Regions from separate parts of the Salmo salar genome. Here region 1 is linked to region 2. The links are chromatin contacts, called in public Hi-C maps. All regions are on one chromosome and are shown on one strand. The core of a region is the stretch at or near the end of the contact, and the rest is flanking DNA. Distances in the headings are between cores, read along the strand shown. Region 1 has its middle 16 kb from the start of LOC106613787. Region 2 holds the start of LOC106613785 (single stranded DNA binding protein 4).

Region 1 (4,877 bases), core at 70-2,569, 69 kb before region 2:
TCAGAGAACCTCTGCTCCTAATGCAAGGATGGGCGCTGCCTCCATATTAGAGCAAAACTTATGACAAAATAAAAACAATCTCTCTCATCAGGTCAAGACAGGCCACAGCCACTGGGTGGCCGACTCAATAGCTGTGTGAAGTTTGATATTTACAGTGGATTATGTTGTTTCTACTGGTATCCTGTGAAGACAGGCAATGACATCTGGCTAGATTTGATGGCTATAGTTATATTTGAAAGATTATATTTACTCCTAAATGGTCGTTGGATCTACAATGTAATTACAATGTAACACAAAAGGCCCGTGTTGAGGAGACTCCACTTGCCTGTGTAGTTAAAGCACTGTGGTCAAGAAAACAACATCACTTGACAGACAACCGATTCAAAAGTAAACCAAACTGAAATGGATAATACACTTTCATTGTAGGTGTACTACTGTAAGGTATTTAATTGACAAGATAATTCCAGGGATAGATGATGATACTTGGTGAGTGTATGAGACATCCAAACACAGAATACAGTCTTGTTTTGGGACTGACGTGACCTCACGGATAATATGGGTAATAATAAGGGGCCAGGAGTTTTTCATGGTCAGTTCACAGGGAAAACTCCTGACCCTAGTAACAGCTCCTGACAGGTCTCTCATGGGTACAACTTAGGGGGATTGTTTTCCATAATTAAGTGTGGGCTATAATCAATAGCTGAGTGAGGAACAGTTTTTACGGAGAGTGATACATTGAAATTGCTATGTAACTATTCACATCTGTGACTGAATAGTTTGGTGGACACATTCTGTCTGTTCCAATTCAAATAAACTGAGACATTGTATACATTTCAATTGTGGCCTTACACAGGTGCAAATCAGGCCTGTGAGCTGTAGTCAAATCTGTCAACATAGGCTAAATGGGTATTAGGCTACTATATAATATGTCCTAGTACTGCAAAGATGAGTATTGTCTGACGATAGACTATTCAGTATTTTTACAAAGTTCGTACAAAGTAAAATTTACAGGGACAGTTAGGAACACATCTATCTCTCTCTCTTTCACACACACAATCAATAAAGTTATGACAAGATAGTTTGGCAACATCAAATCCAGTTTAATTTGAACCCGTATTTGCGCTCTTCTTCCTACAGCATAGGCTAAACATCTGTTTTAAACAATTACAATTCCTATTAGATTTGAACTCTTACACGCATGTACATACGTATGGATAGACAGACTACATTGTACGGATGCTACTCGGACTATTAAACTCCAAGCTGCCCGACACGCCACTCTCCAAACTCGGCGCACAGGCATGAGTTGACGGTTTCAAGCTACCCTCTCTGTGAATTGATTCTACTATGAGCCTACTCGAATCTGCGCTTTTTTGAGCGGGGTGTGTATTAGTAATCTAAAGTCTATCTCTTCGTTTATGACCAACAAATCATATCGGGATAATAAACAATTTAATAATTATGTTATAAACCTAATTTTGTTTTACTGATGGCCAAAGTAATAATGTTTTAAATGGTTATCTCTCATGTTTCTTTTTCCTCATAGCTTCTGTACCCCGCATCGAAAAATGGAACGTTCCACAATTTATTCCAGGGAAAGACTGACAGTTTTTTGGGTCATGAAGCAGCTGTTCAAGTCAGCGTCCATTCCTCCCTCCGCTGGAATAAGAAATTAGTCAATTTTAAAGTAAATAACTAAAGCCTTTAGCTGATAAGGGGGAATTATAGAATAGTGTGCAGTCTCGATTTTACAGAGAAAAAATGGTCCAAACATTAAAGCCCATAAGTATGATTTTGTTCCTATATAGCCTACCATCAAATTATTGAACACATTGTGAGAGTTTATAATCAGCATAAGAAAAGAGCTGCCATCCTGTAATCATAAGAATAACCCATTGAACATAATAACCTATTGAACATAATAACCTATTGAACACAATAACCTATTGAACACAATAACCTATTGAACATAATAACCTATTGAATATAATAACCTATTGAACATAATAACCTATGCCCTCTGTGTTTATACACTGATAGTATAAATTCAACGGCTTAAACACGAGACGTATGTGGCAGGGTCTACAGCCAATCACAGATTACAAAAAGAAAACCAGCTCCGTCACGGACATCGACCTCTTGCTCCCAGACAAATTAAACAACTTCTTTGTGAGCTTTTGTGGGCTCTCCTTCTCAGTGGCCGACGTGAGTAAAACATTTAAACGTGTTAACCCTCACAAGGCTGCTGGCCCAGACGGCATCCCTAGCCACGTCCTCAGAGCATGCGCAGACCAGCTGGCTGGTGTGTTTACGGACATATTCAATCAATCCCTATCCCAGTCTGCTGTCCCCACATGTTTCAAGATGGCCACCATTGTTCCTGTTCCCAAGAATGCAAAGGTAACTGAACTAAATGACTATCGCCCCGTAGCACTCACTTCTGTCATCATGAAGTGCTTTGAGAGACTAGTCAAGGATCATATCACCTCCACCCTACCTGTTACCCCAGACCCACTCCAATTTGCTTACCACCCCAATAGGTCCACAGACGATGCAATCGCCATCACACTGCACACTGTCCGATACCATCTGGACAAGAGGAATACCCATGTAAGAATGCTGTTCATCGACTACAGCTCAGCATTCAACACGATAGTACCCTCTAAACTCATCATTAAGCTTGAGACCCTGGGTCTCGACCCCGCCCTGTGCAGCTGGGGCCTGGACTTCCGCCCCCAGGTGGTGAAGGTAGAAAACAACATCTCCACTCAACACTGGGGCCCCACAGGGGTGCGTTCTCAGCCCTCTCCTGTACTCCCTGTTCACCCACGACTGCATGGCCATGCACGCCTCCTACTAAATCATCAAGTTTGCAGACGACACAATAGTGGTAGGCTTGATTACCAACAACGACGAGACACCCAATGTAACCGGTGTGAAATGGCTAGCTAGTTAGCGGGGTGGGCGCTAATAGCGTTTCAATCGATGACGTCACTCGCTCTGAGACCTTGAAGTAGTGGTTTCCCTTGCTCTGCAAGGGCTGTGGCTTTTGTGGAGCGATGGGTAACGATGCTTCGTGGGAGGCAGTTGTTTATGTGTGCAGAGGGTACCTGGTTCGAGCCCAGGTAGGGACGAGGAGAGGGACGGAAGCTATACTGTTACACCTACAGGGAGGAGGTGAGGGCCCTCGGAGTGTGGTGTCAGGAAAATAACCTCTCACTCAAAGTCAGCAAAACAAAAGAGATGATCGTGGACTTCAGGAAACAGTAAAGGGAGCACTCCCCTATCCACATCGACAGGACAGCAGTGGAGAAAATGGAAGGTGGAAAGTTTTAAGTTCCTCGGTGTACATATCACCGACAGTGTGGGGAAGAAGGCGCAACAGCACCTCTTCAACCTCAGGAGGCCGAAAAATGTTGACTTGTCACCGAAAACTTTTACAGGTGCACAATTGAGAGCATCCTGTTGGGCTGTATCACCGCCTGGTAAGGCAACTGCACCGCCCACAACCGCAGGGCTCTCCAGAGGGTGGTGCGGCCTGCACAACGCATCACCAGAGGCAAACTACCTGCTCTCCAGGACACCTACAACAATGTCACAGGAAGGCAAAAAAGATCATCAAGGACGATAACCACCCGAGCCATTACCTGTTCACCCCGCTTCCATTCAGAATGCGAGGTCAGTACAGGTGCATCAAAGCTGGGACAGAGAGATTGAAAAACAGCTTCTATCTCAAGGCCATCAGATTGTTAAACAGCCACCACTATCAAAGAGAGGTGGCTGCCTACCTACAGACTTGATATCACTTTAATAAATGGAACACTAGTCACTTTAATAATGCCACTTTAAGAATGTTTACATATCTTGCGTTACTCGTCTTATATGTATATACTGTATCCTTCTGTCACGGTCTTGGAAATGAGCAGACCAAGGCGCAGCGTGAGTATAGTTCCACATATTTATTTAAGTGAAACTAACAAAACAAAACAACAAAACTTACAAAGACCGTGAGGACGTAGTGCCCAAACACACTAACAAACAATCAATATCCCACAAAACACAGGTGGGGAAATAGCTACCTAAATATGGTTCCCAATCAGAGGCAATGATAAACAGCTGCCCCTAATTGGGAACCACATTAGCACCAACATAGAAATGTATATACTAGATCACCCCCTAGCCACGCCCTGACCTACTACACCATAGAGAACCAAGGGCTCACTACGGTCAGGGCGTGACACCTTCACTATCTATTCTTTACTATCTATTGCATCTTGCCGCTCTGTCACTGCTCATCCATATATTTTATACTTATATTCTTATCCCATTCCTTTACTAGATTGTGTGTATTAGGTTTTGTTGTGGAATTGTTAGATATTACCGGTTAGATACTGCTGCACTGTCGGATCTAGAAGCATAAGCATTTCGCTACACTCGCAATAACATCTGCTAACCATGTGTGACAGTACCCCCCCCAAAAGGTGTGGATTAGTGTCGGTGGCTGCTCCGGTGCAGGTCGTAGCCCCCGCCCAGACCCCGGATCCGGCCATCGCGCCGGGCTGAACGCCGTGCCTGAACTGGGCATCGGCGCAAAGGAGGGCTCCGGCCATGGAGCTGGACTGGACGCCGTGCCTGGACTGGGCACCGGCGCAGAGGAAGGCTCCTGCCCTGGAGCGGGACTGGACGCCGTGCCTGGACTGGGAGCGGAACTGGGAACGGAACTGGACACCGTGCCTGGACTCTCCGGACCGTTGACTGTCACTGGAAGCTCCGGGCCGTTGACCTTCCCGGAAAGCTGCGGGCCGTTGAGCGTCCCTGGAAGCTCCAGACCGTTGACCGTCGCTGGAGATTCCCAACCGTCGCTGGAGGTTCCGGAC
Region 2 (5,324 bases), core at 103-2,602:
TATTACGCCAACTTAGTGAAAGTAACAAACTGACACGTTTTCATCAAAAACAACTTGATATCGAAGAAGTGCCTTTGATTTGATGGCCTACACATGCGCAGTTCGGCGCGAGAAGATCTAGAGACCGATGACATGTTTCTGGCATGAGCTTAGCTAACCAACTCGCCATGACATCACCTACAAGCTTGATCAGGGATTTATTTTGGAAAAGCAATTTCTAGGCATCTTCATACTTTACAATCTTTGCTAGTAGGCTATATTCGAACATTTGGGGGCACAGAAAGAAAGGAAAAGGAATAGCTTCTTCAGAAGATCAATGATCATAGCAATTAATGAATGTCTGATCTCTTGCATGTCATCACACACGTGATGTTCTTAAAGAGGCAGTTTAAATAATGCTTTTACACAATGGAGAAACCTAATATGCCCAACAACAGGCATATTTACATCCTCAGTAAAATATATTACAAATCTGTGACTCAGTTGTGATGCACAATACTTAAACTGATACATTTTGGGGAGACTGACTCATTATTTTGATATGTTTTAATGCTGGCAGTAGCCTTTCACACAATGGTCAGTTTGGCTATTTGTATAATTCAATTAGCTACCGTGAAATGTATTTGTCCAGCCCCTCACCTCCCTAGAACTGCTCAGTAAATTAAGTCAACGTTGGAGTGCAGCGAAAATGGCCTTGAGACTTTGGTCAATCCAGTAGAGCCCTTTTGAATGTATGATCTGAGAAATGTAAACCATCAGCTGACAGTGAAATGTAGTACACAAAGCTCATGTACTCTCCCAGTTAGTGAGCACAATCCATTTGTTTCTCTTTCAGGGACTGGACATTTAAGAAGTCTGTATAGGTCTGAGTGAGTGGCCTCTCAAAATAAAGCTTGCTATGGCCTACCCAGTTTTCTTAGACATGTTCTCTTCTGAATCGTAGTTATTCATTGCGAAACCTAGATATTTATTTGTATTGATTATGATGATACATGTCTTACGTATGTTACCCATAGAAGTCTCCTTTTTTCCCAGTCAGAATTGTAATGCTGAGAGCTCTCTAATGGGTACATTATTCAGTTCAGTCCATTCATTGTAACCTGGTAGAAAAAAGAGACATCTATAAAGTAAATACTTTTTGTATCATGGTCAGACAAAATTGCCATTTTGAACATTTATATTCAAGCAAGTACGAAGGCCTTAAACTGAGGGCTTCAGTTAGTCTGTTTTTCATATCTCAATCTCTTACATGTTTCTGAGGTCAGTAAACAAGAAGAGTGTGCGTTCCCCTTTAAGAAGCCCCTACCATTCCATAGCGGAGGGAGTAAGAATACATTCTCGAACAGCGGTTAAGAGGGGAAAAAAAATCCACCAGCGGTCTGTTTCAAGTCCCCCCAATAGAAACTGTGCCTGATTTGTGGCCAATGTTGGAGATGTAAAAAAAAAAAAAAAAAAGGAGGGGGGAGGAAAAACACTAAAGGGGTAGCTATGGAGATAGAACGTTTTCCTGGCTGCTTTCTTTGACAGGTGTTGAGAGGGGTAAAAGTCTTAAAACAGAATCCAGCATGTACGCCAAAGGTAAAGGAGCTGTCGTCCCTTCCGATAGTCAAGCGAGAGAAAAGTAAGTGAATTATGCACCATTTAAGAGTTTTACATGGTTAAAAGGAAGTTCCAACTTTCTAAACTATAGCTACCATAATTTAAAGGTGTGTACAGTACTCGCTCGCTCTCCTGAGTGTTGTTTACCCCTGCCGTGGTACGTCTCTTTAACTTTTTTTCTTGTTAGTTGCACTTTCTCGTTCTTTTAGATGATATTTATTACAAAATTCTCGCACGTTGTGAACGCAACGCACGGAAGAGTTGTTCGTCTTTTGTAGTTATGTTTCATTTGGGGTTACAAATGTGTCGCTTTCTGGAATTTAAAGATACAATGTAGCGCGCATGCAGCGATTGCATGAAGTTACAGTATTGCTACTGCGAAAAAAGATTTTCTCTTGAGGTTCTGTTTTAAAATATGGAATACGTCTAATGTCTTTCTAGATGGAGTTGCATGGACGCTGACTCTCACATTGTTTGAATGTGTAAAGTTTTGAGACGTGTTACGAGGGACTTTTCAAAATGCAATCGACCCGTACAGAAGGTCTACTAGATATCTTCTAGACGTCTATGCTACATGTTTTCTTGCCATATTCGTGTTTATTAAGGACTTGTACAGGACATCCCACTTGAGCAAATGACGAGGACTTTGTCTTGTCTGTTAAATTAAACTTTACTTATACCAACATCAGCAGACTAAACTCCACTCCATGGTAAAGGAAGTTTATACATACGTAAACTTTTTTTAAGCATGGTATAAGCAATGTATCATCTATGTTGGAGTGTTACTGTAACATTTTTAGACTATATCGAACTGATACATGTTTTAAAAACCTAGGACTAACAATGATCTCAATCCTTTTGATGAAATATTGTCTCATTATGATGCTTTGAATAATAATAACTGCTATATCAGAGTTCAAACGACTCTTTTATCCTCTTTAGGGGTAAGCAGAGAAACTGCCACAACTTTTAAAATGTCAGATGAACGGTTTTGATCATAAATGGAGACTCAGATTTAAACCAGTGCTTTACATGAAGGCTACATCTTATGTACTTTTTTGCTTTTTATGCTACACAAACTATTGTGTAGGGATTCTGATAAGAGTAGCACCGCTTCCTTCATGGAACAGCATGATTCCAAGAAGGTTGTGATATGAGAAACACTTTGTTACATATTTACCCTTCACAGACTGTGTAACCGATGACTGACACAATTATGAACAGAGTTTCTTGTCCCAAGATCACAGTCAATACTGTGAATACGATTAGATCAAGGCAACTGGATAGCTACGCTATCGCATTTTGCTTTTTTTTCCCTCATGTATGAATAAATACTTTTTAAAAATAACCTATTTTCAAACTTTTGGGGTGTTTGATGCTCAGCCGGATGTTAGAATTATATTATGTAGTTAGTGTTCATTGAAAAATATTTAAATTGACTTGCCTAAGTTGCATTCATCCTATTGCTGACAGTGTGGGGCTCATCATGATGAGTATTACTTGTAGGCTTCAGTTATGTGTCTTAATTTCACCCAAATTTGAATGTGTGAAGTAAATGGCATATTCTCTCCGTTAGAGAAAATCTTTCCTGTGTATTGACAAACGGAGGCAGCATTGTGTGCTGAGGGAGTATGAATCCTAACTGAAAACAATTCCATGTGGTTCATGTACCAATACAGCAAGAATAATGCATTTTGAATGGGCATGTGATGCCCATATATTCCCTGATTTTATTATAGGGAATCCTTTTAAAAACTTGTGGATTCCTACATATGCATCTTATTTGTTTACAATCAAAGGCAGATCCAGTAGACACAAGTGCTCTTAAAATGTAGTGTTGACTGAATATTTCCTCACTTAGTAATACAGAGACATACAGTAGTTGTGACAGAACAATATTCCCTCCACCCCATCCCTTTACATTTTACCTTGAAGTTAAATGACGATACAGTTGTCCCGTATGTCCTTTGCCTTGTTGTATGTTTCACTCACAAGAAAAATGAAGTTATTTGATTGATTGGCATCAGTTTATGCAGTGAACCCTCTGGCACCATCCTCTGCATGTGTGTGTTCTGTCACTGTGTGTTCTTAGAGTCCGGTAAGCAGGTGATGGCCAGAGTGAGGATGCACTTACCTTCTCACCTAACTAATGACTCTGCCATGCACCATGAGGCAAACGCATGCTTCTCTTTACGCTATGGTTAGTCAGGACGCTACCCATGTTGTCTGAAGTCTTGTTAGATTAACTCCTACTTAATTTGGAAATTGAAATGAAAGACCTATATGGTCTCTCTTTTTGTGGAGGTCGTCCATTTCTCACCAACATGTTTAGGTACAGCAGAGGGGAGACCATAGAGTAAAGGTGTCTAGTACAGAACCACTGACAGAGCAGATGGAAGTTATAAAAAGTGGACCAAGAATGGGGAGGGTATAATGGCTTATCAAAACCTTGAAGGAATCTAGAAGAATAAAGACTGAACCTGAGCTTGGTCACTTTTTTTTCTTCTAAAAACTCTACAAAATCACTAAGATTTTAATCTGATGACTGATGATGGTGTCATTCAAGGAAGTGCTCGACCTAGAGTTCAAGAGAGGTGTATAGAATGGAAGAGATGTTTGTTAGTTTTTCTTTGTTTACCTGTCCTTGAGGAGAAGCGTCAGATGCCTGTGGAAAAATGTAGAACAAGAACTCGTGCCCTTGTGACGAGAGGAATTAATTCCATCACACTCACTCTTTCTGCACTTGATTTAATTTGCTTTCCACAGGGTTGAAACAGAGGCTCCAACATTAATATGACCTTATTGTTTGTTAATTACAACGTCATTGAAATGTGCTGAGGAACCCGCTATCACAGGGCCCTTCCATGGACTTCATCAAATTGAATGTTTCTCATCATGATACAGTAGTCGGTCGTGCGTGACCCTGTCACACGTTGTAGTATTTACATTTAAGGCAATGCATACTCTATACATATAGGTTAGGCCTATAAGACATTTTATAATATTCAGAGGATAATTGAATATCTTGAATAAAGTGTTTGATTTGAATGTGTTTTTTTACATCCACACCCTCCCCTATATTCGCATGGAGTTTAATAGAGTTCTTGAGGTCTGAATGCACGGTTTTGATATCATACAAATGGCCCTGCCATATGCATTTTGGACTTTTGAGAAAGACATTTTAAGAACCACGTACTCACGTATGCAAAAACATGCCACTATTTTGTGATGAACCTCTGATTTTCTCTGGTTTGCTTTGAATGAATATGCTCATATTCAGAGGTGTCAACAGTCAATTCATTTGGTGCATTGGTGCATCCGCACATATTTGTTAGCTTTCTCACTTTTTAAATAAGTGAGACAGTATAAATATTGAGGCTACGTGCGTGAAGTCAGTAATCAGGTTGGTCACGGCACAGACAAACTCATGAAGTCTAAGTGTATTCTGTTGATTACACTAGCCCACGCATTATAGAAATGTTATAGCGACATGATACCTTTGTTTAAGTCTTATGTAGCTCATTTATTAAGTATAGACTGTGTGGAGGGGTCCAAATTACTGTTATTTCAGTACACTAGTAGTACATATTCATTCTTAACTGATAACAATATCTATTAGCTGCTTATTCCATTTATAAACCCTGTCTGCTTGGTATCTTGATGGTATTCTATCTTGCTCATAGAATCAAACTTTTGTTGAAATGAATCAATTTCCCCAAAATGAA

Evidence for each region. A called contact is a pair of places that touch in the nucleus more often than the background predicts.
Region 1: a Hi-C map of gill shows a contact between it and region 2, with 5 times the contacts expected there. The contact joins the enhancer-like site here to the promoter of LOC106613785 in region 2. A contact is called at or near these places in 3 of 3 Hi-C or Micro-C datasets (blood, gill and muscle).

What each region holds. Positions count from the first base shown.
Region 1 is chrssa10:22,575,098-22,579,974 of Ssal_v3.1, reverse strand. No RefSeq gene overlaps it. Among protein-coding and RNA genes, the nearest start is that of LOC106613787, 16 kb to the left of the region's middle. Within about 2 kb of position 1,319, at least 6 of the 13 cell types and tissues checked have an H3K27ac peak or open chromatin away from gene starts, as enhancers often do. A contact at or near this core is called in gill, where this site is marked.
Region 2 is chrssa10:22,505,766-22,511,089 of Ssal_v3.1, reverse strand. It overlaps LOC106613785 (single stranded DNA binding protein 4), which reads left to right and starts at 1,352. Exons shown (of 18, transcript XM_045687512.1): 1 at 1,352-1,621. The coding sequence starts at 1,566.